Linked DNA regions of Mus musculus: all the other regions are linked to region 1. A link is a contact called in public Hi-C and HiChIP or PLAC-seq data. All regions are on one chromosome and are shown on one strand. Each heading gives the region's core, a stretch centred on a gene start, on an enhancer-like site or on the middle of the called end of the contact. The rest is flanking DNA. Distances are from core to core; before and after follow the strand shown. Region 1 has its middle 66 kb from the start of Dock10. Region 2 holds the start of Dock10 (dedicator of cytokinesis 10). Region 3 overlaps Dock10 (dedicator of cytokinesis 10).

Region 1 (3,155 bases), core at 608-3,107:
ACGCCTACAATCTCAATACTCAGGTAAAGGAAGGAGGATCAGAAGCTCAAGGTTAGTGTTAGCTGCATAAAAAATGCAAATAACAACATCATCATCACACACAAATACATAAAGAAACCTTTGTTGAAGAAAATTATGAATAGTTTCACGCTCTCCGTGTACTTTTTCCCTTACCAAAGTGAGCCCTGAGAACCCTTATTTAACCCTATCCTTGGCTTGCAAAGCACTCTGAGAACTTATTGACTATATACATAATTAAAAGCTTTAAAAAGGGAGCCAACAATGCATGTTATTAAGCCAACTACTACAGGAGACAATCACGATTTACTCTCAAAGGAAAATGCATTTCAGAATTACTCTGTTGAGGGAACTAAGACTCGAGAGTACTTGTGAAATAGTTCCTGGGGACCAGCAAATGAGAACTGGGAGAAACAGGATTTAAATTCCTAGAACTCCCAACTATATCCATTGTGGATGAAGTAGCTATCTTGGAAACCATCAGACTTAAAGAAAAAGAAGCCAGCTGCCAGCATTGGCTGCAGTGCACTGAATGGCTGAGATGTTAGATGAGAGGGACTTGTAACATATTAGACTGTTTTGGCTCCCCTTTAAAGCATAGGTTCCTTGTGCTTAGATAGAGAGAAACTACTGGAAGATTAACCATGTGACAAGGGAATATTATTGAGAAGCAACCTCAGGTGGCTGCACAAATGTGCAATGTGCTTCTCAGAGATGAATGCAAACATCTTCTGACACTATGAAAAGAACAAAGATTTACTGACATATTTGATCTACAAGAATTATGGTTTTAGAACTATTTGAGAACAAGGTTTTATTTGAAACCATAGATAAATATCAAGAACTATGGTTTACATAACAAAGATCACTGACACTTTATAATCTTTCCTTAGTCTGTAAAGAGAATGAACTACAGAAGCTAACCAAGAGCACCAACTAATATATTTGCAAAGATCTAATCAAGTACTAGATATTGGTGCTCCAAATTCCTTGGCTAATCAGAAATTGAATACTAAATTCTGATAACCTAATAGACTTGATATAAAATTGAATTAAATCAGTAAATTTAACAATGCCAAGTTATGTGTGTTGGGTTCAAGACTGTAGGAAGGATTCACTTTGGGAGTTGTTCAGCTGCTGTCTTATGACTTTCCAAAGGGGACACTAAGGGCCAGAGAGTTCCTAAGTACATCTGAATCATGTACTGCTATTAGCGGGAGAGAGAGAGAGAGAGAGACAGAGACAGAGACAGAGACAGAGACAGAGACAGAGAGAGACAGAGAGAGACAGAGAGAGACAGAGAGAGACAGAGAGAGACAGAGAGACAGAGAGACAGAGACAGAGAGACAGAGAGACAGAGAGACAGAGAGAGACAGAGACACAGAGACAGACAGAGACAGAGAGAGAGAGAACATTGTCTTGCTTTGGTTTACCTCACATTATCAATAAAACAATTTCAGGATACTTGAAAAATAAACATAAGCTGGGTGGCAATGGCACATGCCTTTAATCCCAACACCCAGGAAGAAGAGGCAGGAGAATCTCTGTGAGTGGCCAGCCTGGTCTACAGAGTGCCAAGTAAGCCAGGGCTGCATAGAGAAACCCTGTCTCTAAAAAACAAAAGAGGGGAAAAAAAGCCACATCAAAGCTAAGTGACAGAATCGCATAGCCATAGACTAGCCCTAGGCTTGAAGCTTTATTTCTTTTATTTTCCCTTTGCCTCTTGGATATTCAGCTGGCAGCTAAAATTGCCTTACAGACTCCTCCCACCTGACTCCTCTCTGACCTAATTCAGGCTCCCTGGTGAGGAAGGCACAGAAGCCATGCCAGCCCTGGGCACTTGTGTATGTCTTTGTGTTTCAGTACAAATGATGACACCACAAGAAAGAGGCTAGGGAATAATGTCCCTTTGTTATGATGTCGCCACACACCTGCAGAGTCAGTACATGCATTGTCTTGGTTTTCTTGTTGATTTTCCTCCCTCCCCCATCATGCCAAGCAAGATGAGAAAGTAATTCTTGTTATTGCTTTGTGATTCCATTCGCCATCCCTTTCTTACCCTTACAAAATGCGGGAGAGATTGTACATGCAGCTCAGCGCATGCTGCAGATCTCGGGACCATTACTAAATTTTCTTTGTTTTCCATTTTCTGGCAGATGTTGAATAGGAAAATTCTGGGCTGAAATACTAATTGAGTGACTATGAGATCACTTTAGGAAGCTTCACAGTTATGCCATGAAAAGTTTCTTTTGAAAAAAAAGTGTGGAAATATGCAAAGAATTTTAATGAATTTTAAATTATTTCATAGTACTATTTTTCCCTACATCCTCTCTTCTAGATTTAACAAACAAACAAAAAAAAATTCAAGCTAGAACTACAACTATCTGGAAATATGCTTCAAAAATTCTTGAAAACATTGCACATTTATTCTGCTACAAATGCATTATATTGTTCAGACAATGCTCTGGCCTGTGGGAGCACATAATTTACTATGTGAAATTCTGCAATTTCTGTCAAAGCTTATTGGAAACAACCCAATTATAGCTAATATGCTAAACACAGTGGTAAATAATTACAAATGTGGCATCATTGTACGGTGAAGCATGACAGTGCTCCACAAAGTCACTGGGAGTGGGACACAGGGCACAGTGGGGAATTCCAGTGGGATTACCCAGAAAAAAAATTCCCTGATATCATCAGCAGTCATACATTAAACTCACTTTACCTAAGAGACCTCAGTTGTAGTGTAATCCATTTGTAGATTCTAAACAATTTCCTTGTGAGTTTATTTCTGTGCTATAAATTACTGGCCTCTCAGGAGTATTGAAAATTAATAGTTGCCATGGTTTTGGCACTTGGTGAGAAGCATTGGAAAATACAGTCTTCCTGTCTGGCAAGTATAGCAAATGTCATACCGAGCATTTTATAAACAATGTAACATCTATTCGTCTCTCTGTTGAATTACCTCTGCCAGGCATGGTGCACATGAATTCTAGCACGTGGAAGGTAACAACAGATGGATGTCTATGAGTTTGAGGCCAGCCTAATCTACATAGAGATCCCAGGCTACCTAGTGAGAACCTGTCTCAAGCAAACAACAACCAAGCCTATTAGAGAAATTCCAGGCCTTAGCGACT
Region 2 (3,213 bases), core at 350-2,849, 66 kb after region 1:
AGTGTATTGCTCTGCTCATGTTCAACTTGACACAACCGAGAGTCTCCTGGGAAGGAGGAATGACCCTCGGTTGGAGAACCGCCACTATCAAGTTGGCCTGTGGCCATATCTGTGAGAGATTGTCTTGATTGATGATTGATATAGGAAGGCTCAGCCCACTGTGGGCATCACTACCCCTGAGCATCAGGACCTTGACTGAGTAAGATAAGATGAACGGAACTGAAAGCACCCAGATCTAAGCACAATGCATCCTCTCTTCCTCAAGTTGATTTTAGCCAGAGTATTTCAACACAGCAAAATAAATTCAAACCTGAACTGTTGTACCCAAGACACACTATGACTCATGTTCTGTTACTACAGTCTTTGCTTCTAGACCATTTTTCTTTTCTTGCCATCCTCCTGCCTCAGCACTCAAGTCTTTGACTGCCTCAGACTTCCTGAGCCTTTGAGAGTCGTGCATAATCATGAGTTATTCAGTTATACTATACACCAGACAGTATTCTAAAACAGGGGGGGAAATGGTTACAGTTTGTCAAAAAGTTAAGACAGAGTCACACTGTGTGTAACCCAGATTTTCCTCAAAGAGAGCCTGTTAGCCTACTATGTGAGAAACACCAGGCACACCACAAGCTAAAAAAAATGTTTTTAACTTTAGAAAATCCAGAGGCCACAGATCCACAAAAAGGCCCTTAAGAAATCCAGAATGTCCACACAGCTCTCCCAGGAGCCTTGGTCTTTCACCCACCCACACTGGGCAGAGAACCACCCTGCATGTGACTCCAGATAAGAATTTTAGAATACTTTAATCAGATAGCTCGAGGCAAGGGTGGGGGGGGATTTGATAAGAAAGCAGAAAAATAGACTAAGAACCACCCACCCTGTCCTACTCACCCTACCCTGTAACCCAACAGCAGTTCTTATTCATCCTAATTTCCACCCTGAAATCCCTTACATTACCCAGATAGACACTAGATTTTAATTCAAATTAGTATGCAAAGTTAAGGAGGCATTTGGTAAACCATCCTATATGGTCTTATTTACAAGAGCAGTGTAGCTGGTATAGAGTAGGGACGCAGTTGAGGAAAAATTGGCGGAAGGTGTGAATTCACACCGACTATCCCAAGACCAAGTAAGGAATCTGGGTCCCCTAGAGACTTCAAAGTAAGGGGCCCAGCCACCAGAGGGATCCTTACTTAATAAAACCTCTGACCCACCTCCAAGGGTGCACAGGATACCTAAGATCAACCCTTCTCCACTTCCTAACCTCAGAATGTAGGTCTGATCCTCAAAAAAACGCCAAATCCCCAACCCTCTATGAGCATCGGATTGAGAATAGGGCGGTAAGCAGGTCCCAGCAGAGGCAGCCCGGCATCAGTACCGAGTCGCGGGTGGGCGGCGCGGGTGGAGCCACCCCCACGCGCGTCCCGCTGCAGATGCGCCCTAGCCAGGCAGAGTTGGCCGCGCCGCCCGAGAGGCGCAGAGTTTGCAAAGTCGCCGCGGAGCTTGAGCGGGAGCGAAGGGGGTGGGCAGAGTGGGGGTGCGCGCGAGAAAAACCCGCCTCTTGTGAGTTGAGCGGGGAAGAGGGGGGGAAAGGCTCTGAGTTCCGCTTCCTGAACGGCGGGTGGGTAGAACAGGCTGGCGCGGCCAGGGGACCGGCGGGACACACTCGCTCCGGGGCCGAGGCGCGAGCGGCACGGCCCGCGATGGCCGGGGAGCGGACCCGCAGGTTCACCCGGAGCCTGCTGAGACCGGGACAGGCGGCCGAGCTCCGGCACAGCGCCGCGTCTGCCGCCGCGGTGGCCGTCAGCAGCCGTCAGCAGCAGCGGGTGAGTGCCCTGCGTCCCTCGCGCCACGGCGGGGCTTGCCCAGGGACCCCAGACAGGCCTTGTCGCCAGCCCTGTGAGCCCCTGCACGGGAGCTAGCTTGTCCTCCACCCCGAATTCGCTCCCCCACAGAGCGACCCCGGAGTCACCTCCTCCAAGCAGTGTCACCAAAGAATTAAGGACCAGAGGCGCATTGGGGGACTTTAGGAACGCGGGACGCTTAGATGAGCAGCTGCGTGGGAGAGCGTGTGCCTACGTTTTAAGGGGGGTGGAGGAGGCGGGAATGCATCCAGTCTGGCTCAAGGTGACAGGGTGACAGGGACCTGGGGCGGCGGGTGGGGGCGGGATAAAGGGGTGGGGGGAGCTAAATGGATGGAACCTGTAGATCCACAAGTCTGCGCGCCCCTCTCCTCCCCGTGGAACCTAGAAAAGATGTAGTGAGCTAGCTCTTCAGCCAGACCAAAGCTGAAACCCCCACCTTCTATCTAGTGAGGAAAATCTGCAATTTGCACAGATCTCCCTCCCCCCACAGGCTGGAACCCAACCAGCCACTTTATACTGTTGCAGAAAGAGCTGGGGGAAACTGGGATGAAGGGGACGTGGGTTATTAAGTAGCCAGTGGCTTCTGGTGTGTTTTGAAGCGATTTCACGGGAATCTCCTTCCAGAAGGTTTCCCCTGGTTACTTCCTTGTCGAAATGCCTTCTAAGTATTGGGTGATTTCCGCGGGAAGTCCCTGAGGCAAAAGCCAGCATCAGGTGCCCAAATCATACCCGTGCATCACGAGATATTCATAAATTCCAGTAGGTGTCACACTAAGGGATGAAAGCAGCAAGCAGGGAGCGCACATCAACTGTGGTAGAAATGGGTAGCCCGTAGGGAGTAGCCTTCCAGCAAGAGTGGGGCTCAGCCACGGAGCTCTTGGCCTGACTTTGTTGGACCAGAATCCTCGTTGTGGGTTTCATTTTCCTTTTTTTTGCCAGTAAATACCATTAGGAATTAAACAACCCTATTTAAGAGTGTCAAAGTGTTGCCTTTGCCAGTCACCGAAGAGGAGGGAGCCAGATCTGGTCAGAGCCAGTTCCCACAGCCAGAAGCCTCTCTTAAAGCCAGAGGTCGGGAAGCTGAACAGAGCGGAAGCAAATTGCCTGGCAGAGGGACCAGAGCAGCAAATGCACAGAGGGTGGGGGGTGGGGGTGGGGGATGGGGAAGCCTGGAGTGTGAAAAGAACTGGTAGCCAGGCTGCCCTTTCCTTCCCTTTCCCTCACCACTGGCTGCAATATGCAGCTGCCAGAGACAATTCAACTGTTACCTAATCCCTTGACAGTGCCAGCCTGTGGTTTTGATATCTGTATGCATATTTTTAAGGAAGAACAGACAAACTGTCAAAAA
Region 3 (3,459 bases), core at 524-3,023, 93 kb after region 1:
AGTAAAGTACATGCACAAACTAGAGTTTAATAGCAAACTTCATAGTAAATGTAAGATTTAATCTCACCCATTTCAAACTAAGGAATAGACTTAGTAATAATATTTTAATATACAACATATTTTAAGTTTTAAAAACCTCTAATAGAGAACATTCTTCCAAATAATTGAATTTTTTTAACCAACCAAACTTTTTATAAACAAAGAATTATCCAAAATTCTATCTCAAAATTTTTCTTTAATTCCAAAAGATACTTAAGAAAAGTTTTTGGACTGCCCTGACATCTGCTATGCCTAGGGAATAAATGACATCATAAAATATTCCTAGTGACAAAGAATAAGACAGTTTAAAGTGTACAATTAATATGGGGAATTTTTTCCTTCAGCTGTCGACATTTTTCCCCCTCTGTTGAGCCTTTAAGCTGTATTTCATATTTGTTACTACAAATAATATTTTTTTATTCTGGCTGACCTCTGGGAAATTTTGAATTACTAAATTTTTGCTATTGTCTAAGTGGCAGCTTACTGAAGTCCACAGAAAAGAGAATAAAGAAACTAGAGACCTATTTTGGAGATTGGCAAGAATTGCCACCACTCGAGTATCCCATAAAAGCAACAATAAATCTACTTCTGAGAAATCAAGGGATATTTGCAGTTAGCAGACTCTGCTGATCCCCTTCATCCACCAGGTTCTTTTTCTATTGAGAGCTAAACATTCTGCTTTTGGGGTAGAAAGAAGAAGAGTTTGATCTTAACAAGACAATGAAGTGCACAGTGTCTGATGTGAGTTAACTCCAGGTATTGATCAGGACTGAGATTTCATTTAACCCTATTGTAGCTGGTCAGGAGACTACATGTCTATGCTTTCTTGCATGTCCAGGGCTTCCAGGTGATGTCCTTTAACAGCAGAACCGTAAACAGCTGCAACCTTCTTTCGGTAAAAATGGAGGCCATAGTCACCACAGCTAATTTGTGTGTGTGTTTTACGAAGATTATTTTTAAAAGACAAGGGATGAGTTGCGTTGTCTGCAGAGCACTGCTCCACCATGGCTCACATTATTATAGTAATTCGTTACAGGTATTGAATGAGATAAGTGAGCACCAATTGTCAGCTTTGGTATGTTCCAGAAACTCGTTTGGCTTATCTGATGTAAAATTAGAGTCCTCTTGACATTCTGGTTTTTCAGCCATGGAGTATAAAACAGAGAAAACACATGTTACCTTATAAATACATTAAAGGATTAAGGAATTGTCTTTAATTTGCAAGTAAAGTGGAGGCAGATGGAATTCAGCATGACATTATGGCTGAATTGGAAAGAACTTAGGAACGTCTTTTGGTTGCTGTATGCATTCTCCCGTACTAGTGCACAGGCATGCCTGCAAATGTTTTCCAGACCTCTTTTTAAAACCAAAGCGTTGTTCAGAATAACTCTTGTCTCCAGTTGCTGTGAAGGAATCAAGTCTGATGGCTGTCCATCATGTTTTGGATCAGAGTAATTATAAAACCCAGACGGAGGGTCTTTAACCATTAGCTTTCAACATAACCCGTGTCAAATCCTGATGTCTGTATTCCAAGTCCCCTTTTGTGTAACTGAAGGGAGCGGTTTTATCCTGCTTATGAACAGCAAGTCTGAATAAATGGAGTATTTCCTGAGAAATCTGGACACAAGGCCTACTAATACTGGATTGTTCTTGGTAGCAATGAGGTTGTACCATGCGACGTCACCTTCAGGTCCTACTTGTACTTCCTGCCTAGTGGATTTAGCAGGAACTTTGTTACTCTTCTGCTGGGCCGTGTATGGCTGCACAGAGTCAGCCCTGCTGCGGTTTTCTCTTTGGGCACATCCTGTGAATGGCTCATATTGTTTTCATTCTGTCTCTCTTTACTTTCCCACATCTGAAGACAGAGCCTAGGACTTCACCCATCTGAGCAAGCAGTCTATGGCTGAGTCTTGGCCGGACTTTCAGGAACTTCTGCCCCACAGCAGCTGCAGCTTTCTGCAGCTTTCTTTCAGAATAAGTTAGGCCTGTGGTACCTTGTGTACAGATATGGTGTCCCCATTAGTTGCCTGATGTTCCAGCTTCTCGCTCAGCTTTTGACATGACTGAGTTTCTTTACAGAAGTTGCAAGCCTTCTCTTTGAAACCCAGGATTATTGAAAATGTGTTCTGTTTTAAAGGTTTTTTTTAATCAACATTAAAACCTCTAATATGAATATTTTATTGCAAAAGGAAACCACACAGGTCCTGCAGTCATAACCGCAGATGACTTCCGGTGAGCAATGACTTCCAGTGAGCACCATGGTCACTGGTGGCCTTGACCTCAATATTTAAAACACTTTAAAAATTTACATACCTGTTACCACATTCAGAAATCTACAGACGGTCAAGGGGTATGATAACTAACCTGATTAATGTCAAATATGTTGCAGAACTGCCTCCAAAAAACAAAAAGAAAAGAAAAGAAAGAATTAAACTATTTCTATAAGTTAAAGAATTAAGCTATAAGTTATTCTGTATATGTTAGGTCAACCTGATTTTCAATTTTTTATTTCCTCTCTGGCAGATAAGAAAGTAGCCACTTTAAGGATATCTGAACTGAATACCCCTAGTTGGTATGTTTGTGTTGGGGCCTCTGAGGTCTTTCCTCTCAGGAGCAAGAAAAGGAGTTTAGATGTCTATCTTTTCTACTTTGTATATAGCTACAAGATTTTTTTGACAACTACATCATTATCATTGTATGCCTTTTTATTTCAACTAATGTTCATTGTTGTGAAGTCTTTAAGCTGGTGATTCACTAAGACCAGCTTGCTGTGATAAGACTCTGAGTGGGGCATCTTCTGAGTGGGGCATCTTCTGAGACAAAGACCATATCAGACTTCCCACCACAGAGAACAGTGCCCTGCAGCAAGTCAGTGCCCTGTCTTCCTGGGCCTGTCTTCCAAAACCTGAAATGTTTTCTGTGATGTCCCTTCATGGTGGTTGACTGATCCATTTTCCAGGCCTTGGATTTTGTTTCCAGGAGAGAAGAACAGAGCATCAGGATAGTGGAGCTGGTGTGTTTAATATGGGGTGAACACCAGCTGGGAAGAAAATAGCCCGGGGAACTTCAGCTTGACTGTGAAAGTCCTGCTTCAGAGTCTGCCTCGCTCTCCTAATGTACAACACTTCTTTTTCTGGATGCACTCTTCACACTTTAAGCATTATACTCAATTTGAATCCATTGTTTAAAATGTTAATTTCCTGAACCATGCAAACCATCTGACTCGAATGCTAAAATTTTCACCTTTAGAAAAAACTTGCATCAGGCATGTATAGTGGTGGCCAGCACCTTTGTCTGGGTGTTTGATCTGTGTGTATCCTCTCTAGTTGGTTGATGTAGAGATGTGTACCCAGAGGAGACAATGGGCAGGGAAGACATGCGAATGATATGTAAGTCTTAGGGTCTGACTATACCTTGTTC

The links. Hi-C and Micro-C count contacts between places; a contact is called where the count stands out from the background. HiChIP or PLAC-seq counts read pairs in DNA pulled down with a chosen protein or histone mark.
Region 2: an H3K27ac HiChIP or PLAC-seq map of neural progenitor cells shows a contact between it and region 1, with 6 times the contacts expected there. The contact joins the promoter of Dock10 here to the enhancer-like site in region 1. A contact is called at or near these places in 2 of 39 promoter capture datasets (the C10 cell line and macrophages), 1 of 15 datasets of contacts at CTCF or cohesin (CD8 T cells), 5 of 484 Hi-C or Micro-C datasets (cortical glia, forebrain, macrophages and 2 more), 8 of 115 datasets of contacts at active chromatin or transcription factors (CD8 T cells, bone marrow-derived dendritic cells, bone marrow-derived macrophages and 4 more) and 1 of 9 other capture datasets (liver).
Region 3: a contact with region 1 is called in a Hi-C map of the N1E-115 cell line, with 5 times the contacts expected there. The contact joins two enhancer-like sites. A contact is called at or near these places in 1 of 15 datasets of contacts at CTCF or cohesin (CD8 T cells), 10 of 484 Hi-C or Micro-C datasets (the Ba/F3 cell line, the C10 cell line, CD4 T cells and 7 more) and 2 of 115 datasets of contacts at active chromatin or transcription factors (CD8 T cells and neural progenitor cells).

The regions. Positions count from the first base shown.
Region 1 is chr1:80,822,878-80,826,032 of GRCm38.p6, reverse strand. No RefSeq gene overlaps it. Among named protein-coding and RNA genes, the nearest start is that of Dock10, 66 kb to the right of the region's middle. Within about 2 kb of position 1,857, at least 27 of the 459 cell types and tissues checked have an H3K27ac peak or open chromatin away from gene starts, as enhancers often do. A contact at or near this core is called in the N1E-115 cell line, cortical glia, neural progenitor cells and 1 more, where this site is marked.
Region 2 is chr1:80,756,939-80,760,151 of GRCm38.p6, reverse strand. It overlaps Dock10 (dedicator of cytokinesis 10), which reads left to right and starts at 1,599. Exons shown (of 56, transcript NM_175291.4): 1 at 1,599-1,826. The coding sequence starts at 1,704.
Region 3 is chr1:80,729,190-80,732,648 of GRCm38.p6, reverse strand. The region is part of intron 1 of Dock10 (dedicator of cytokinesis 10); the gene reads left to right. Among named protein-coding and RNA genes, the nearest start is that of Dock10, 28 kb to the left of the region's middle. Within about 2 kb of position 1,773, at least 34 of the 459 cell types and tissues checked have an H3K27ac peak or open chromatin away from gene starts, as enhancers often do. A contact at or near this core is called in the N1E-115 cell line and neural progenitor cells, where this site is marked.